Linked DNA regions of Mus musculus: region 2 is linked to region 1. The links are chromatin contacts, called in public HiChIP or PLAC-seq maps. All regions are on one chromosome and are shown on one strand. Each heading gives the region's core, a stretch centred on a gene start, on an enhancer-like site or on the middle of the called end of the contact. The rest is flanking DNA. Distances are from core to core; before and after follow the strand shown. Region 1 has its middle 150 kb from the start of Gm52250. Region 2 holds the start of Fgf12 (fibroblast growth factor 12).

Evidence for each region. HiChIP or PLAC-seq counts read pairs in DNA pulled down with a chosen protein or histone mark.
Region 2: an H3K4me3 HiChIP or PLAC-seq map of forebrain shows a contact between it and region 1, with 4 times the contacts expected there. The contact joins the promoter of Fgf12 here to the enhancer-like site in region 1. A contact is called at or near these places in 1 of 484 Hi-C or Micro-C datasets (nephron progenitors) and 7 of 115 datasets of contacts at active chromatin or transcription factors (astrocytes, embryonic forebrain, embryonic midbrain and 4 more).

The regions. Positions count from the first base shown.
Region 1 is chr16:28,085,895-28,091,518 of GRCm38.p6, forward strand. No RefSeq gene overlaps it. Among named protein-coding and RNA genes, the nearest start is that of Gm52250, 150 kb to the right of the region's middle. Within about 2 kb of position 3,592, at least 13 of the 459 cell types and tissues checked have an H3K27ac peak or open chromatin away from gene starts, as enhancers often do. A contact at or near this core is called in embryonic forebrain and forebrain, where this site is marked.
Region 2 is chr16:28,442,944-28,448,270 of GRCm38.p6, forward strand. It overlaps Fgf12 (fibroblast growth factor 12), which reads right to left and starts at 3,132. Exons shown (of 5, transcript NM_183064.5): 1 at 2,050-3,132. The coding sequence starts at 2,248.

The sequences.
Region 1 (5,624 bases), core at 2,342-4,841:
CATGATATACCCACAGACCTAAAGAAGTTCATCAAGAAGGAAGGCCCAAGCAAGGACGTTTGAATCACATTTGAAAGTGGAAACAAAATAAGTCATAGGAGGAAAATGGAGTGAACTGAGGGAGAGAGGGGAGTGAAATGAAAATGGGGAGGCAGGATCAGGTGTGGAGAGAGACAGAAGAGAGACCCAGAGGTACAGGAGAATGAATGGAAACCTGCAGCTGCTGGGGGCAGGAGGGCTAACTCTAAGAAGTCCCAGAGACCTGGGTTGGGAGAGGCTCCCAGGAGTCAAAGTTGGTGACCTTAGCCAAGATGCTTAACAGTGGGGACATGGAACCTGAAGAAGACAGGCTACCTCCTTTAGCCTGGCAGAATCCCCAGTAGAAGGATAGGGATACCAACCCACCCACAAAACTTTAACCCCAAATTTGTCTGTCTAAAAGAAATTAAGGGAAAGACCAGATTCTGAAAGAAAGGCCAACCAATAACCTGCCCAACTCGAAACCCATCTCATGGGCAAGCAGCAGTCCCTGACATTATTAATGATACTCTGTTTTCATTGCAGACAGTAGCTCTACCCTGCAGCAGAGATCCACAGCCCAACATTAGACAGAGGTCAGTAACACTTATGGAAGAGTTGGGGGAAGGATTGAAGGACCTGAAGTAGATGACTATCGCACAAGAAGACTAGCAGAATTAACAGACCTGGACCCCTGGACGTTCTCAGACTCTGAACCACTAATCAAAGAACTTACACATATTGGAACAAGGTCTCTCAGCACACATGTAGCAGACAGGCAACACAGTTTTCATGGCTGCCCTGTCTGGCCTTAGAACAAGAGGACTTGCCTAATCTGCCAGAGACTTAATGTGCCAGGATAGAGGGTTATCCATGGGGCCCCATCCTCTTAGAAGAGAAGGAGAGTGGGGATGGGGGGAGGAACTCTGTGAGGGAAGAACTAGGAGTGGAAGCAGAGTTTGAGATGTAAATAAATAAATAAATAAATAACTCATTCCTCTATAACACCTCACAAGATGAGCAGTCAGTAAGTGAATTTCTCTCAGAATTATAGTCTTGTAACATTCTACCAGAATGGCCCATTGAGGTCAGCTTACAACATTCTACTGTTTTCTATCCTTCAGCAACACATTCTTATATGTTCCACTCACAAATCAGCAGAATCATAGTACTACAATGTGGAAGGATTCATAATAAAGACAGTATAAAATTATGAACATAGTAGAGCAAAAATACAACAGGGGATAGACATGCAGCACTAAAACTCATTATAAGTGAAACTGTCAAAATAAATTTTAGTGTTTAAAGAAAAACTGTTGGGAAGAAATGAATTGCTTCAAAGTTAGTGCATCTTGAAAAGAGGGAAATGAGAAAGAGGTTGGGGACTGCTGACAGTCTTAATATTGTGGTGGAATTAGTGACTCTTTGAACCTGAAACTTACTATGGCTAGAGAGATGGTTGATGGTTCGGTGGTTAAGAACACTTGAGGCACTTCAAAAGGACTTGATTCCAGTTCCCAGCATCCATGTTGGGCATCTCACAGCCATCTGCAAATCCAGCTCTAAGAATTCTTATGCTCTCTTAGGGCTGATGATGACACGTGCACACAAGTGACCTAAGTTTAGTCACATGCATAAGCATAGATAAAAATAAATCTACTTTTAAAACCTACAACTTATTTAACTTAGAAAGATGTAAACTAAATGGCCAAAGAAAGGTCTAAGTGGTTGAGGACACTTGTTCCTGTCCCAGAAGACTGGAATTCAGGCCCTTAGAACCCACATCAAGAAGCTCAAAATGCCTGTAACTCCATTTTTGAGAGATCCAATAGCCTCTTCTGACTTCCTTGGGCACCAGGCATGTAAGTGGTGCACATGTATGCAAAGAGGCTACTCATACACACACATAAAGTAAAACAAATACAATGTTTAAAAATCTTTTGATCTCAAAACAGTGGCTAGGTTACAAGGAAGCAGACACTGTTTTGACTGAATCTGATGTAGACAAGAAGGTCATGGGAAAGAAGCCAGCAGGAGTGGAGGAAATGCTAAAGCAGAAGGGAGGGTTAATAGATTGACTGTCTTGAGAGGCCAAGGCTCACAAAAGAGCCCATCTTTGTGAAATATGAGAGATTCAATCTCCTTAGAAAGAAGGGTAGAGAAGTCAAATGTCATCTTACCGTGTAGGAGCACTTGAGCTAAAACAACCAAGACTCGGGCATGCAAAGGACTAGACGACTAATGCCAGGGAGGACTCACAGGCTGTGCCAGAGCAGCCTTGTCATGAGGCTCAGACTTATCTACATCATTCTTCAAGTTTTTATCTAGACAAAGACATACAAATTTCAATTTCTCATATAATTCACTTATATAAAATAAATATGTGAGTCAGACAGTGGTGGTAAATGCCTTTGACCCCAGCACTCAAGAGGCAGAGGCAGGTGGATCTCTGTGAGTTCAAGGCCAGCCTGGTCTGCAGAGCAAGTTATAGAGCAGCCACGAAGAAATCCTGTCTTGAGTGCTTGCTGACAGGAACCTGATATAGCTATCCCCTGAGAAGTTCTGCCAGGGCCTGACAAATATAATGGTTTCTCGCACTCAACCATTGGACTGAGCATAGGGACCCCAAAGGAGGAATTAGAGAAAGGACTGAAGAAGCTGAAGGGGTTTGCAACCCTATAGGAAGAACAATATCAATCAACCAGGTCCCCCAGAGCTACCAGGGACTAAACCATCAACCAAAGAGTACACATGGAGGGACCCATGGCTCCAACTGCATATGTAGCAGAGGATGGCCTTGTTGGACATCAATGGGAAAAGAGGCCCTTGGTTCTGTGATGCCCTAGTGTAGGGGAATGCCAGGGCAGTGAGGTACCAGTGGGCGGGTGGGTGGGGGAGCACCCCCATAGAAGCAGGGGGAGGGGAATAGAGGTTTCCTGATGGGAAACTGGGAGAGGGAATATCATTTGACATTTAAATAAAGAAAAGATGCAACAAAAAAAGAAAGAAAGAAACCCTGACTTGGAAATAAAGAAATAAATAATAAAAACCATGTGAACATGCTCAATTCATTCTTTGATATATCTGACTTCCACTGTAAATCTAGATGTAAGTTGAAAGTATTCACTGTTCAATATAATAACTGGAAAAATTATTTTGAGAAAGCCAATCAAGGGCTAATTGACTACAAGAGAGGCCCTTGGATTTTTATTTGGTAATTACATTCATATCTATTAATCTCCAGTCTTAATCAGACTGGGGAAATCATCAATAGGAAAGCAGAAGGGAGAGCATCAAATCTATGCCTCACTAAAATGATTTCAGAAAGGGTTCTCTACTTTAACAAAATGTCTTAGGATGTAAAACTGAACATGGAAGATGTCATTATTTGAAATGCTAATTTTAAATTTTCTGCTTTTAACAACCCACTTGAGTTCTTAAAAAAGCCATTTACTGAGAAAGAAAACCTTGTGCACTCCTTGAAGTAAATGTTTATGGATTATGCATGTGAATTATGCTAGCTGCATATCCATTTATACCTGAATGCAAAGCAAATGTGAACAATCTTATGAACATGGCAGGATTCCCATAAACCCCAGAAACCACATTAGCTGAGCAGCAAGAACACAGTAAATAGGCTTCCTAACAGAACGGTTAGTCTCAAGGAAGGTCAGAGTGACCTTGCCAGTTGCTAAGTCTGTAAACAGCTAATTACTGAATTCACAAAGCAAAGGGACTCCTGGATCTGCCTGACTCAGAAGTGTATTAGCACAAAGGAAACTGTTCCTTTCCCACACGGTCATTCCCTGCTGTCTCCATTCCTGAAGCTACCAACATCTTAAGTGACAGCCAGAGGAAAAGGATCGCCCCTGCTAAATACCTCCTAGTGACATTTCTCAGATCTAATTACAGAGCCCGGTGTCTCATCAATACTAAATACAGTGGGGATTCATGCCAGACAGAAAATACTAAGGACCATTTTAATTAATGTGTGTGACTCTAACAGGGATTAACTGCATGCTTCGCTCAGAACTCTGCACTGAGAGTAGTTGGAACACTGAGAAGGTCACACATCCAAATCCCCGGGATAGAGTTGAGTACTTTCTTGAGAGAGGCTTCCCTCCACTTCAGCTAGCTCTGAAGATATCTGTAGATATCTTTCCATATCTGTAGATATGGAAAGATGAACATCTAGAGATAGCTCCTCAGTGAGGCCCACCTATGGGAGGAATGATACTAAACACACACTGGTGTGTTTAGTTTCCATGGTGAAAAGCAAAAAGCAACATAGAGAAATCCAGAAAGTAATTGGAGACAAAAGATATGCAGTACAATAAGAAGCGAAGATGAGGAGCTGAGAGATGTAGCTTGGTCAATAGAATGTTGGCCTAGCATGCATGAAGTCCTGAGTTTGAGCCCCAGTTCTTTATTAATCAGGTGTGGTGTTACACATGGGAATTAGAGAAAGTGGGATGGGAAATTCTGGGCTGATATCTGCTACACAGTGACATGGGGACAACCAGAGACACATGAGACCTGAATCAAAAGAAAGGAAAAGATAGAAGGGGGAGGGAGAGGGGCAGGGGAGGGGAGGGTTGGGAGCAAAGCAAAGGAAGAATTAGACATTAGTGTAACTTTAATTTTTTCAAAACCTAATTTTTGGTTTTTCAAGACAGGGTTTCTCTGTATAGCCTTGGCTGTCCTGGAACTCACTTTGTAGACCAGGATGGCCTCGAACTCAGAAATCCACCTGCCTCTGCCTCCCAAGTGCTGGGATTAAAGGCATGCGCTAATGAAGGTTGTTAAATACTTTAACTTCCCATGTAGCCCACCACCCAGCAGAGGTAGTGGAAAAGAAAGGATATGATGGAAATGGACCTGTTTAGAAAGATTCTTTGTGGCAATTCCATTCTGTGTTGTCTGGAAATTGGCAGTTTAGTTCACAGGTTAGCAGCAGCAGCCTGATCTACTTGCAAACATTCCATGGATACACAAGTGACCCAGTTAGGTAGAGTTTGGATAGCACACACACATCTGCAGTGGTGGCAAGACCTAGCAGAGACAGTCATGCCTGAGCTAAGGCTGGAGTCAGCAGGAGAAACCAGGAGGAACACCAGGAGAAGTTCTTGGCTATACCTCTCTCAAGGAATTGAAGATCAGTGAAGATGAGATACCAACAGGCCTTGTATAACTAGCTCTATAAGTAAGCTTAGCTCAGTCTCCAACACAGTCCATTCAGTCCTTTTTATGCCCTCTAAATATCATGTTTCCTCCACTGCTCTTGCCTCAGCACATGCATCTGTCTCAGCTGACATCACTCTGCCAATGAGCCCATGTCTAAGGAAGCAGCAAGAAACTGCAACACATCACCAGAAAGTTTTTGGTGTGTTTCTTTCTCTCTATGGAGTTCCAACAAATACAGCTCAACTATGCAGTATAAGACAGAACAATACATAGGTGTTGTTAAAAAAGAATCCTCCATCACATATCCTTTCACACGCTTGCTTTAGCAGAGCATTCTTTTTCTGTGTCTGCTTCAGCTAAATATTCCTTCACGAATTTACCTTAGTCTTTCATCTGTGTCCACTTCAGGTAAATGTTCCTTC
Region 2 (5,327 bases), core at 1,882-4,381, 360 kb after region 1:
TTGCTGACATAAAATCAACAGATTAATTATTTGGCTTTTTTAGTAACATTAATAGCACAACTATCGTCTTCCCTAAAAGCTTTTCCACGCCCCACACCCCTGTTCTTCAGAACTAAGTAAGCGTTGGAATAGACTGAAGCTTTTCCATATAGGAATTCACTCTTGGTGTCCTTGTACTAGGAATGCCTTAGCAACTCCTACTATCTTTCTGTTTGGTCATCATGTGACACTTTAGCTAAAAGAAGTTACCATTTAGGATCCTGAAGATGAGCATTGAGTGTGTGAACAAGAGAAGCATATTAAATAATCACCAAAGGAAACAATAAACCCAGATAATCCCCTGTTTTCTAATACGACACTAAGGAAATGGCCTCAGGAAACAATACACAGTTCCTCCTTCCCGAGGAAAAACGAAGTCATGTAAACTTCCACAAACATATGAGTTTATCTCATCCATTCAGAGTTATGACCAGACCAGCTTCATACTTTTGCTGTCTTGTTATCTGAGAAGGCTGAGTAGGATCACCCATAAATATGACATCACTATCCTAAACACAATGTAACAACTACTCTAGGGACTGAGTATGCGAGTCACATTGGGTTTGGGGTCTTGGAGTTCCTTGCAGACTACATAAGCCCTAAGAGGAGGGTCCCAAAGGATCCCATTCAATGGAGTGAAGGATTTATATTTCCCTTTAAAAAGAATAGTCAGTATGCTGAGATAATTCTTTAGCTTTGAGCTTCACTTTGCCAGACATAAAGGCATTATTAACTGGGTGTAAGAAGGAAAGACTTCAACAGCTTGTGAATCCAGATCAACATGAGTTTTGTTTACTCCCGGAGTCTGCAGCTTTGCAGCCATCAGAGACTATGAAAATGAGCCACCAAGGGGGTGACTAAGGTGACAAATGCCACGAAACGTTAAGGGAAAATAAAGTAAAGTGTCTTTCCCTCCCAAGGCTTACTCTCAAAATCGTAGCTTACTCTGAGTCCCACTTGAATCTAACCTACACACTTGAGTGTGTGGAACTCAAAGAGAACAGCAGAGTTGGAGTTGCTAACAGGCTTAAGGTAGTCAACTCATGCCAGGAGAGGCTCCTTCCTCAACCCATCTTTATACTTCAGCTATCAGGACTGAGGCTGTCTCAGATTGCAAGTGACTCGCAGCCACACCCAAAGGATCAAGGACCCGAGAAAAGCAAGGATTCTGGTGATTTGCTGGCACTCAGTTTCCTTCTGTAAATAACGACATATGATGAACTATTTGAACCCAAGGCTGCGGAAGCAGAATCAGTTTCAGATTGTGACAAAGAAATGTCTGATAAGTCAAATTTTCTTTACACTCCCTGGGACCAAGCTGCAGATACCATGGTGTTGACTTAGTATCTCAAAAGCTGAAATGCAGATAATAGTAAGTGGACAGTAAACTTTGTAAGAGGCCGATGGTAACTATCAACTGGTTGGAAGAATAAGAAAGGGGTTCTGTGTAGAAGTGGATGAATGTGAGAACATGGAAAGTTGGGAAAGTGAGATGTATTAAAAGGCAAAAAACCCACGTGCTTGTTGAAGGCAGAGCAAATCAAATGATATTAAGTTCATCTGGTATCTATTATAATTCATAATCACTGTCTTATGTGGTTATGAGGAGTATAAAGACCTTTATTTGTTTTCATACTCTCCGTAGGTAGTATGACTACTCTGTAGGTAGATGGAGGGGTGGGTAGAACAATGGGTGGCGCGTGAATGAATGGATGAATGAAAGAACGAACAATCGAACGAACTAGTGCCCTCCAGGGCTTTACCAGATAAAGGAACCCAGATGCACCTATACAAGTGACCCTCATACTAGACTGTCGGTGGATGAAAGCAGAAAGTGTTTTCCCGAATATGGGACAAGCTATTAACTGACACAGGGTTGTTGAAAGAAGGTGGGCCAGCATGGAAGAAAGGAATTCTGATTCCCATCCATGAGCAATTCCCAGAAGCTTTGAAGGAAGGGGATGGGGGGCGTCAGCCTCTGGGGAGCCCACTGATTTGACTGCTACTAACCTGGTCTCCGCCTCACTGGCCTCTTGCGGCCGCTGCAGAAGCGCACTTTGCTGAACACCCCGAGGACGTGCCTCTCACACAGGGAGCGCCCGTCTTTGCTGGGGCTGGAGCGGCGCTTGGAGGCCGACACCCGGTCGCTGTTGGACTCCCTCGCCTGCCGCTTCTGCCGGATCAAGGAGCTGGCTATCGCCGCAGCCATAGCTGCTCAGCGCGGGCCCGAGGCCCCGGGCTCCACTGCGCCCTCGGGTTCCTGCTCCGCCGGGATGAGGGCAGGACCTCGGGGGCCTGGAGGAATAGGACAGGCGCGGGGAGGCAGTGCTAATATTTGAGGAGGTTGCAGTATCGAAAACCTGGAGCCCACAAGGTTAGTCAGAGTCTGGGCAGTGGCAACAAAACGTGTGAAAATCCGGATGTAAACTTCCCCAACCACTGGCGGCGGGGGCGGGGCGGTCCCAGGCCTTCTTGCGAAGTAGACGTTTGCACCCCAAACTTGCACCCCAAAGCGATCCACGTCCAAAGGGCAGTAGGGAGTTTGGTCACACTGCGTTCAGGGTACCAAGTGGAAAGGGGGGAAAAGATGTCCAAAATAACAAGCTGTGCCCCGGTTGGAGAGGCGCAAGCGTTGTAAGGTGTCCAAAGTATACCTACACATATATACATAGAAACCCGTTTACAAGGCAGAGTCTGGACCGAGGCTAGAAGCGAGCCCCCAGCTTAAAAATATATATAGTAAAAAGTGAATAAAACGTTCCTTTAGAAAACGAACCACCAACCGCGACAGAGAAGAGGAAGGCAGCAATTTAACTCCCTGTGGCCCGCGGTTCTGAAGATTAGGAGGTCCGTCCCAGCTGGGTGAGGTCTACGAAATGCATCGCACCGGCTGCGGTTCTCCGGGGGCCGGCACCCCCACTTCTAGAATTCCAAGAGGCGAGAAGTGGGAGCGGTTAACCAGACTCGGGGTAGGGGCGCGGGGCGGGGCGGGAGGGGGGGTGCAGCTGTTTCCAGCTGCGGTGAGCGCGCCTCTCCTCCAGCAGCACTGCAAAGAGAGCGGGAGACGAGGGAGGGGGAGGGAGAGAGGGAGATCCTCGAGGGCCAAGCACCCCGGGGATCCGCGGGGTCCCGAGAGCAGGCGCTCCCGCTCTCACTGCCTGCGTTCCGGCATGAGACGGGCACAGTTGGTGATTATTTAGGAAATCCTAAATCTGGAATGACTCAGTAGTTTACAGAAGCCCCTCCAAAGGCAAAGCTGCCGAAGGTGTCCTCCCCAGCTCGGCGCCCACACGCCTTTCACCGGAGCTCCCTGCCACCGTGCGCCCGAGCCGCCGCACCAAGCCGGTCTCCGCACAGGCTCCGAGCGACCTGGGCAGCGAGGGACGGGCGCCCTGGCGGACTTGGGATCAGGTCATCGCCGCGCCTCCGGGACCCCAGGCTCACACGCCCCGGCGGTCGACAGCTCCCGGCCGCAGCTCAGATAGGGGTTACCCGGCCGCCGCTGGGCCGCTCGCTCGGTCCCGCGCCGCCCATCCCGGCCGTGGAAGGAAGTGACCGCGCGCTGCGAGCCCCCGCGCGTCCGCTCGGGTGGGGCGGGGGCTGGTGGAGGGCGACGTCGGCTCGCGGCGGCTGCGGCTCTGGGTCGCAGCTGCCCACCATGGTCTGGTGCCCGGGCGCAGGCAGGTTCCCTAGGCCGCCCTGGGAGACTGCGGGAGGTAGCCGCGCGTGCCACCTGGACTCCCCGGGCCGGGAGCGGACTCTGGGGCCGGGGACAGGAGGCAGGTGCCGGCGGCCACCAACTAGCCCAACTTGCTGCGCTGGCGGCGGCTGGGAGCCGCGGGATCGCGGGGCGCCCCCCGCCGCCTCCCCTAGACCGGGAGGGGGCGCTCAGGGCGGAGTCCCATTCATGGGCAGAAGCTCGGGGCGCCGCCGCGGGCTGTCTCCCCCAAAGCGCTAGCTCCGCAGGAAACTCCAGGCAGAGCCGACAGCAGCCTCTGAGAAGGCGAGTGGGACAGGGAGCAAGCAGAGGTTGGAGTTACTCTGGCTCTTAAGGAGCTGGGAAGCTTTCCTGGTGGGACTGAATTAGGGGCTGGGCTTGTGGAGAGCTGGAAAGAGCCGCGCTTGAGTCTTGCTCCCTTTTCTCGCGCCCACTGCTCCCAGACTCTCTCCTTCCTCCACCCCCCCCCCCGACACCCTTCTCCCCCCTCTCTGTCTCTGTCTCTCCCCTTTTCTCCTCTCTACGCAATCCTACGTGATTGAGGTTTGGATGAGAAATTCACAGAGGCAGAGTGAGGGAACTGCAGCCTGGGTCTGCTGTGTCCAGTCCCTACCCACCCCACCCCCCACCCCCAAGAGAAGCACACACATCCACTGGCTTGTTGAAGGACCCTGGGTGAGCAGAGAAGAGAATGGTGCAGGAAACAGAGGTGCCATCTGCCCCCTCGCCAGTGACCAGAAGCATGTAGCATTCTCCAGGAAGGAAGTGCACACTGGATAAAGTAGCAATGACCTCCCGGTCTCCCATACTGCACACACACCCCCACCGCCATCACATTTTGGAACAGGAAAGTGTGTGTCCATCTCTTTGGGACCTAGATATCTTATTACTGTCTGGAAAGCTAGAAAGGAGACTCTATGCCTAGAAAGGTCTTGTGGGCAACCTGCCTTGAGAGTGAATGGGGTTACAGTTACAAGCAAGGACAGTGAACTACAGCATTGGAGCACATTCTTGTCTTCAGAAATGCTTGCCATGCTCCTGATAGAGAAACAGAAGTCGTCCAAGAAAACCCAGCATTAGAGATTCTGAAAACCTATATTCCCCCTTGGTTCAAGCTATGATCTGGGAGTGGCCTTTAGTCATGTTGGGTTTTTTCTCTTCAACTAGACTTCAAATAGCACTACCCTCTCTTCACCCTGTGATTTCCAAACAGAGATAGGTATATACTAGGAATTTTCTACGATGTTGGGGAAGAAACCATCCTGCAGACTGCTAAAAATGGGGCCAGACTCGGGGCCAGACTCGCTAGGAATGCAGGTCTAAATGTGAGTACAAATTTGCTGGCCTACTTGAGATTTACTGGGCAAGGAGAAGGACAGAGGTGTGTGAGTCTGACAAGCCAACATTGCCCAGGATCAAATGTATGGCCTAACTGACTACTGGCAAAGACTGGCAGACAGGGGCTGGTGTGACAGACAGTAGAGGGGAGGGGGCTCTCAATGGCCAATGGGGAGAGCACAAGCCTTGCAGCTGTTCAGTTTGCCTGGACAGGGATGATGGATTCATTCCT